Linked DNA regions of Ovis aries: region 2 is linked to region 1. The links are chromatin contacts, called in public Hi-C maps. All regions are on one chromosome and are shown on one strand. The core of a region is the stretch at or near the end of the contact, and the rest is flanking DNA. Distances in the headings are between cores, read along the strand shown. Region 1 holds the start of GRB10 (growth factor receptor bound protein 10). Region 2 overlaps GRB10 (growth factor receptor bound protein 10).

Region 1 (4,012 bases), core at 169-2,668:
TATTGGAGTTTCAGCTTCAGCACTAGTCCTTCCATTGAATATTCAGGACTGATTTCCTTTAGGATGGACTGGTTGGATCTCCCTGCAGTCGAAGGGACTCTCAAGAATTCTCCAACACCACAGTTCAAGGCATCAATTCTCCAGCGCTCAACTTTCTTTATAGTTCAAATCTCACATCCATACATGACTACTGGAAAAAACCAAGCTTTGACTAGACGGACCTTTGTTGGCAAAGTAATGTCTCTGACCTTCGGCAAATTATCTAACCTCTGGGCGACTGGGTTTCCTCGCCTGTGCAGTGGGCATCTCCTAGTAACAAGCTCAGAGGGTGAAAGCAGAGGATTAATGAAATGTTTGGCACAAAACGCACGCTCAATGAAGGTAAGTTATTACTGCAGCTGTTTTTATAATATCAAATCCCAGAAAAAGACATAATTATTGTTATTATCCTATTTGTATTATAATTTTGATTCGATAGAAATATTAATAATCATGTTAATTACAACGGTGTCGATGAACGTAGGGGTTCCTTCTTACCTTTCGCTTTATGTTACAAGTTAACATCTCATTTAACCCTCAGGACATTACTCGTAGGCGGGCTTATTAGCCTATTGCAAAGCTAAGGACGTTGAGGCCCGTTGGTATACAGAAAATAAACAGGGCCTCCCACTCCACGCGCGCTCCGGGGCGGGTACGCAGATAGGGAAACTGTGGCTACGAGGGGTCAAGGCTCCAGACTCCGCCAGCGGCGGGCGGACGCTGAAGCCCAGGTTCCCCGGTCCCACGCGGAACCGCCGCCCAAGGCACAGCCAGTGCAGCAGCCGCTCCTCAGGCTTCTCCGTCCAGTCTTCCCGCTGCGCCCGGGACGGGGAATGGGGCCGCACAGTTTCAACTTGAGTTTCAAAGAATTCGCTTGCAAATTGCCTTCCAGGAGAGGTCTGATGTGTGTTTCGAGGGCGCTCCAGGCTGGGTGGTCGCGGTTCTACGTCCGCGAGTCCCAAGAGCGGGACCAGGGGTCCGGGCGCCCACGCCCAGCTGCCGGCTTCCAGTCCCCCGTGCCAGCCCCCGGCAGCAGCGACCTGCGGGAGCGCCCGGCCCCGCGCCCGGCGCCGCACCCCGCCGGCTCCCCGAGCTCCCTCCGCGACCCGCCCTGCGCCCAGGCCGCGGCCCTGCCCGCGCTGGCGGCCCCGAGCGGTCCGGGCTGCGGTGGCAGCAGCGGCGGCGGCGGGAGGAGGAGCAGGAAAAGCGACCGGGGGAGGAGGCGGAGGCGGCGGAGGCGGAGGCGGCGGCGGCGGCGGCGGCGGCGGGCGGGGCCGGGCGGGTTTAAAGCCCATCGAGGGGGTGGGGAGGCCGGGAGGCGGCAGGAAGGAGCGCGAGCGGCGCGCCGCGGCGGGCGGGCGCTCGGAAGCCGCGGAGCCAAAGTTTGCGCGCGGTCCCCGGGCGGCGGCACGCGGGGGTCGGGACCGCCCTGCGCGCCGCCCTTGCCCCGCGGGACCCGCGCCGCCCCGGCCGCGCCGAGGGGCGCGGGCGGCCAGGCGGAGGCGGCAGCGAACGGCGCCGTGGCAGGTAGGGAGTTGGGCGGCGAGCGAGGCGCCAAGTTACTTTGTGGCCGGCGGGCGGGCGGGCTGCAGTCCCGGCGTCATTGTCTGCGCGCGGGCCGCCCGGGCCGGGGACGCCGGGCGCCGCGGGGGCGCGGCGGGCGGAAGGGCGTCGCCTCGGGCCGGGGGCTGCGGCGCGCGAGGGCGGGGACCGGGCGCGGCGCTCGGCGTCGGCGACCCCGCGGAGCCGGGGAGCCCGGGCGGCGCCCTCTGGAGCCCTCCTGTCCGACGCCGGCGGCTCACTGGCCGGGCCGGGGTGGGGGCTGCGCCGCCGGGCGGTCGGGGCCAAGGCCGCGCTCCCGGATCGCCTGGAGGGTGGGCGCCGCGCGCCCCTGCAGCCCCCGGTGCGCCCGTGCTCGCGCGGTGGGGCCGGACCCTCAGGAGCTGGAGCGAGCCAGATCCTGGGATCTTTCCCTTTGGTTCTGCTGGCGACCCGTTTCCCCTCCCCCGGGGCCTAACCCCAAGTCGAGGGTTCGCGGGTTAGCGGCCCGCCAGCCGGGGAAATGTGATAAGAGCTGTGCGGTTCTCCGAAGGCGATTCTGATGCAACTCTCGGCCTCCGGATCGCCTCTCCCCGCGCCTGCCTGAGGACGGCCCTGGAGCATGTGCGTTATGGAAATGAGACATTCTCTACTTTTTATTGTGTTTTTCTTGTCTTGGGGTTGGAAGACACGCCAAGTTTCTGTCATTTGCCTCGGTGAGACGGTGGGTCACGTAGGGAAGCCACAGGTGACTTTGCCCGGGCCCGGATCTTTCTGATGCATTCGTTGGAGAGAAAGCTTTCTTGCAAATGTTGTCCCCAGCTTCATTCAAGAGATGCGGAGAAAAGACCCAAACAAGTAGCGCTAGTGAGTAAACACGCGTTGTTGCACAACTTGCTCTTTGCTGCTGTTTACAAGGCCTAACCCAGAACACTTTGTTTCTGGAAATGCTGATTCAGCGGTTCGGAGCCCCCGAGTTTCCAAAGTGGTGCTTTCTCTAACGTTTCGCTCAGTTTTACTAAGAACACATGTTAACACAGCAACAGGCGTTGACTAGGGTTTACAGCACCAAGTCGGACGTTTTTCATGAGTTGACTCGCTGATTCCTTCGTTCTTTCCAGGAGGAAAAATAGATAGGTTCTAGGTTTCTGTGGCAAAAGAAGTTCTGACTTCTGGCGATGGTGGTGTCTTTTAGGTTAAGTATTTTGTTAGGAAAAAAGCTCTGAAACCGAAGTGTTTCCAGGAATGATTCTAGATGACTAGGTTTTCCGGTTAAGAATCAGAATTCTAGGATTATTGCATATAATATTTGAGTTTTACTGGAAACATTTGAAAGAGATGGCCACACAGGCCAACCCCCAGGTCTCGGGGAGGGAATTTGAGGACAGTCACACACCCAGCAACTGAGAAGTAACTGAGAAGTGCAGCAAGGGATACTTGTGTGGCATTTCACTGTCTATGGCACACGTTCAAAGCCTGATTACTTTTAATCCTCTGCAGCCTCCTGCTCCCCATTTTACAGGTTTGGAAATTGAGGCTTGGGCTTTCAGGTGGCGCTAGTGGTAAAGAACCCACCAAGTAATGCAGGAGATGGATATAAGAGACTCAGGTTTGGCCCCTGATTCAGGAAGATCCCTTGGAGTAGGAAATGGCAGCCCAGTCCTGTATTCTTGCCTAGAGAATCCCATGGACCAAGGAGGTGGGCTAGTCCGTGGGGTGGCAAAGAATCAGACACGCACAAACCCAGGCTCAGGAGGTTAACAAATGCATGTCCGATCACATGGCTGGCAAATGCCAAAGCTGTCACCAGATCCTAAGCTTTGGGTTCTTTTTTTTGTTTGTTTTTTCCCAGTTGTCTGTGGTTCATGCTTCTGTGCATCTGAAAGAGAAATGGCCTAGGAGCGTCCCTGGGCTGGTCAGACACCCGGAGAACCGGCAGACTCTGTTCCCATTCCCGTGGCTCCTGGATACCTGCCCTATCACTAGGCTATTATCAGTGTTTTCTTTTCTCCGCTCACTTTTTGTGCTTAGATACGAATTTGTTTTGGAAGGAAATTTTGATACCACAGAGTCATGAGTCTGATATGGTGGTTATGTTTACTGTAATAAGAACTGTGTTTTAATAAAAGCTGTGCCCCGCTAAAATCATCTAGAGCGTATTGCCTGTGGTGTGTGTAGCTTTTGGACTGGGCAAAATGCCTTTCATTGTGGACTAGGAACCTGGAGCTGGGCAGATTCATGCCAGGGCTTGTAGCGTGGTAGCTGCCAGGATCGGAACCTGGACAGCCCTGGCCCAGTCACAGTGACCATCTCTGTGGCCACTGAGCCTCAAACAGGAGAGGGGAACAAAGCCAGACTCTTGAACTTTTGATTTGGATGATGAGGCTGTTCTAAGTCTTGACAATGTATAGAAACCAAGCTCCTGCATGAACAA
Region 2 (3,936 bases), core at 704-3,203, 170 kb after region 1:
TGGGGTCACAGAGCCAGGGAGTGACCAGGCCAGACTGGCGCTGCTGGTCTGTGCTCTGAGTCCCGTCCCCCCAACCACCTCGCAGGACCCAGATCCGTGTGTTCCCCAAACAGGTTTACCCTGAAGCCCTGTGTCCCCTCGGGGTCGATCTCATCCTGGCTGAACTGTGAATTAGTGGAGTGGAGGCCTTGGCAAGCTAACGAGAAAGAAGCTCCTGCATCCCGCCCTCACAGGACCATGAGCATCTCACTCGGGACCTTAGCCCGCTCCCCGGCATCCCTCAGCCCAGGCCTGCTGCACCAAAGGCTGAGATGGAAGACTCTCACTTGTTTCCAGAATGAGCCCGGCCCTGCCCCGTTGCTGACTGCAGGGGTGGTGGGCACAGGGCAAGACGCCCCTTCTGGAGCTGTTGGCTTTAGAGGCTGGCAGTTCCAACAGCACCTTCCTTTGTGCGTTGGTTGGTTACACTCTCCTCTCGAGCTCGTCATGCTCCCCGGGTGAGACTGTGGGTGTGTATGGTGGCTTCCTTGGCTTTCTGCCTTGGGGCCTGTTTAATCTGGTCAGCAGGCCCTGGTGACTTTGACGAGATAACTGGATGGCGCTGTGTCGGGGTGGAGCTGACAGTACAGGATCTGAGGTCCTGTCCTGGCAGCCTGTAACCCTTGTGTCTGTCTGTGTCACAGGCTGCAGCCTGCCTGCCCCACCCCCAGCTGTTCCCTGGCTCTGGGGATCTGAAAGCTGGGGACGTGGCCATATGACCAAGCACATCTTAGATTTTAATACTCGGTCTATATTTAGACCTCTGGGGGCATGGCCTTGGAGCAAAGGGAAATGAAGAAAGAGTTTAAAGGAAAGTGCAGTAGGACTGAAAAGAAGATTTAAAAGCTGCTGCTATAGCTGATTTGGGCAGGAAGACCCTTGGAGAGAGATAGGAAACACTTCAACCTAATTTAAACTTCCTAGAGAAGATAATATTCGTTGTAATCACAGATAAGTTCACTTAGAAACTTAGGAAAGAAGGAAAATTAGGAACATGCTGATTTGGGTATTTGTATGTCTGCAGTGCTGTGGAAGATTTATATATTTATAATTTGCATATTTATGATTATATGTACTTATATGTAATTAGCATATATATCAGTTGTATGAATTCTTTTTCTAGGTTTGTTTTTCTTTTGTATTAATGTATTTGTTCTTACAGAGTTTTTACCTATACACCAGAGACATGTTTTCTTTGTTAAAATTCCATTTTGTTTTCATAAACTCAGTCATGTTATCTGTATTTGAATATTTAATTGGTTTTGGAGAAGTAGAACTGTCATTCAGTGAAACGTCAGTTCCAGAAAAGACATGGATTGGGTTTCATTTAAGATGAATGTGAGTTATAAGCAGGCTCCTGAGTCCTGATCCGCCCCCACCAGGTTGAACGGCTGGTGGAGAGGTGGTGGGAACAGTGTCCCTGCCCCACTGACAGCTCAGTCCCTGGGGTGGTCCTGTCTGCCCTCTGGCTCTGAGACTCTAAGCCTGCTGTGGACAGTCCTCAGGGGAACACACCCTCCCTGTGGACTTCATATTAGCAACTCACCGTCTCCTGTGAGACTCCTCGCAGTGGAGAGAAATGTTCAAATTCTGCACTTAATCAAAACTCGAGAAAAAGGACTTGGAGCGGGGAGGGAGGAGTGGAGCCAGCTCCTCAGGACCAGCTGACATTCGGGCCGCAGAAAGCTCCAGCTCCAAACTTGCAAGTGATAGCATGCCTTGCAGGGCTCAAGGTTGCTGAGAGATTTGGCAGCCAGGCCTGGGTTCAGAGAACACACGTGCTCGGGCCAAGCATCCTGCCTGGGCGTCACAACCGTGGGGAGGAGTGAGCGGGCATTTTGCTGGAGCACTGGTCTGAGCCTCGTGTTGCTGTCCTGTTGTCATCACGTCCGCCTCGGGCGGGAGCACCGAGTAGGGGAGCGATTGCATCAGGCCCAGGCAAGGCCCTGATTGGTCTGCCCCGCGTGGCTTAATTCACGAGCTAGAGGAGCGAGCCAAAGGCAGCCTTGTAGCAGCTGCCCTGCTGCCCAGAGACAGCCTGCCCACCAGGCCTCTGTCGGTGGGTCGGTGCCCAGAGTGGGGGTCCTGCCTGCCAGGGACAGTGGGAAAGGCTGGGGATACACTCCCCTTCAAGACACAGTCTTGATTTAAAATGCCATCTTGTTCCTCTGACTGCTTTTTCCATGCTGTTGAGGTAAGATTGTTTTAAGCGTCTCATGTTTCCTCTCAAGGCTACACCCCTGCTGATTTTGCAGCTGGGACAGAGAAAATGTGTGCTCCTCTGAATTTTTGCTTGGCCGTTCCCCTGTCTGGGAGCTGCCATAGGCCATGGCTTTGAACAGCTCTGGGGAAACAAAGCTGGCTTGGAATTTTGTAGGGGGAGGGCCGAAGAGTTTGGGGACTGCCCTTTTCAGTTGTTTGAGTTTCGGCGTGTTCATGTTCCTTTTCTCATCTTCTTCCTGAGCTACAGTGAGCATGAGGTGGGTAGGGAATGACGGGAGGAGGCAGTGGGTGCTGCCTGCGGCACTGGGGACCCTTGAAAGGGAGAGCAGCTGGAGTCACCCAGACTTAGGGATTCCTGCGGGGCGTCTGTTGCTTTCAGTCGGTTCAGCTGTAAACTGTCCCACCCCAAGACCACCAGCAGCATTAAAAGGAAATCTGGGACTTCCTGAGACAGACCGTGGAAAAGCAGCTCGTACACTGGTTTGGCCATATGTCCGGAGGTCTCTTGGGTGTTTTCAGAGCCTGTGTTAGAATCCTATCTGTCCTGTGCATCCACAGGGGATGAGAGGGGAGTGTTGATGGGTGCAGCCTGCGGTCACCTGCTGCTTGGAAAACCAAAAATACATGTTGGAGTGCTGTCATCTATAATTTCCCCTAGTGTGCTGTATCAGTGTTTATTTCTGAAGACCCGAAGTTGTTCATCTGAAGGTGTCATATTCTTGTGTTGCAGGATGTTAAAGTCTTCAGTGAAGACGGGACAAGCAAAGTGGTGGAGATTCTGGCAGACATGACGGCCAGGGACCTGTGCCAGCTGCTGGTTTACAGAAGTCACTGTGTGGACGACAACAGCTGGGCGCTGGTGGAGCACCACCCACACCTGGGATTAGGTGGGGAGCCGGTCTGGGTAGGGGCAGCTGTGGGAGGGGGCAGCTCCAGGTGGGAGAGCAGCTTCAGAAGAGGGGGCAGCTCCAGGAGGGGGAGCAGGTCTGGGAGGGGGCAGCTCCAGGTGAGGGAGCAGCTCCAGGAGGGGGGCAGGTCTGGGTAGGGGCAGCTCTTGGCAGGGGGCAGCTCCAGGAGTGGGAGCAGATCTGGGAGGGGGCAGCTCCAGGTGGGGGAGCAGCTCCAGGAGGGGGCCAGGTCTGGGTAGGGGCAGCTCTGGGCAAGGGGCAGCTCTGGGCGGGGGCAGCTCCAGGAGGGGGAGCAGCTCTCAGTGGGGGCAGCTCCAGGAGGGGGAGCAGGTCTGGGCGGGGGGCAGCTTCAGGTGGAGGGGGGGCAGCACCAGGTGTGGGAGCAGCTCTGGGTGGTGAGCAGCTCCAGGATGGGGAGCAGCTCTGAGTGGGGGCAGCTTCAGGAGGGGGAGCAGCTCTGGGCAGGGGCAGCTTCAGGAGGGGTAGCAGCTCCAGGTTGGGGAGCAGCTCCAGAAGTGGGAGCAGCTCTAGGAGGGGGAGCAGGTCCAGGTGGGGGCAGCTCCAGGATGGGGAGCAGCTCTAGGACGGGGAGCAGCTCCGGGACGGGGAGCAGCTCCGGGTGGGGAGCAGCAGTGGGTACTCAGGGTGCTGCCAGGTGAAGGCCACCACCAGCAGATGCCAGACTGTCACTGCAGTGTCCCTGCCAGTGGAGCAGGTGGTCTATCTGTGCTCCTGCTTCTTCTCCTCTTCTAAACTCTCCCTTCTG

The links. A called contact is a pair of places that touch in the nucleus more often than the background predicts.
Region 2: a Hi-C map of tail adipose tissue shows a contact between it and region 1, with 2.8 times the contacts expected there. The contact joins the enhancer-like site here to the promoter of GRB10 in region 1. A contact is called at or near these places in 5 of 16 Hi-C or Micro-C datasets (liver, muscle, skin fibroblasts and 1 more).

The regions. Positions count from the first base shown.
Region 1 is chr4:5,910,675-5,914,686 of ARS-UI_Ramb_v3.0, forward strand. GRB10 (growth factor receptor bound protein 10) reads left to right here and starts at 1,419. Exons shown (of 16, transcript XM_060414420.1): 1 at 1,419-1,566.
Region 2 is chr4:6,081,843-6,085,778 of ARS-UI_Ramb_v3.0, forward strand. GRB10 (growth factor receptor bound protein 10) reads left to right here. Exons shown (of 16, transcript XM_060414420.1): 5 at 2,993-3,149. Among named protein-coding and RNA genes, the nearest start is that of DDC, 47 kb to the right of the region's middle. Within about 2 kb of position 1,954, at least 11 of the 54 cell types and tissues checked have an H3K27ac peak or open chromatin away from gene starts, as enhancers often do. A contact at or near this core is called in tail adipose tissue, where this site is marked.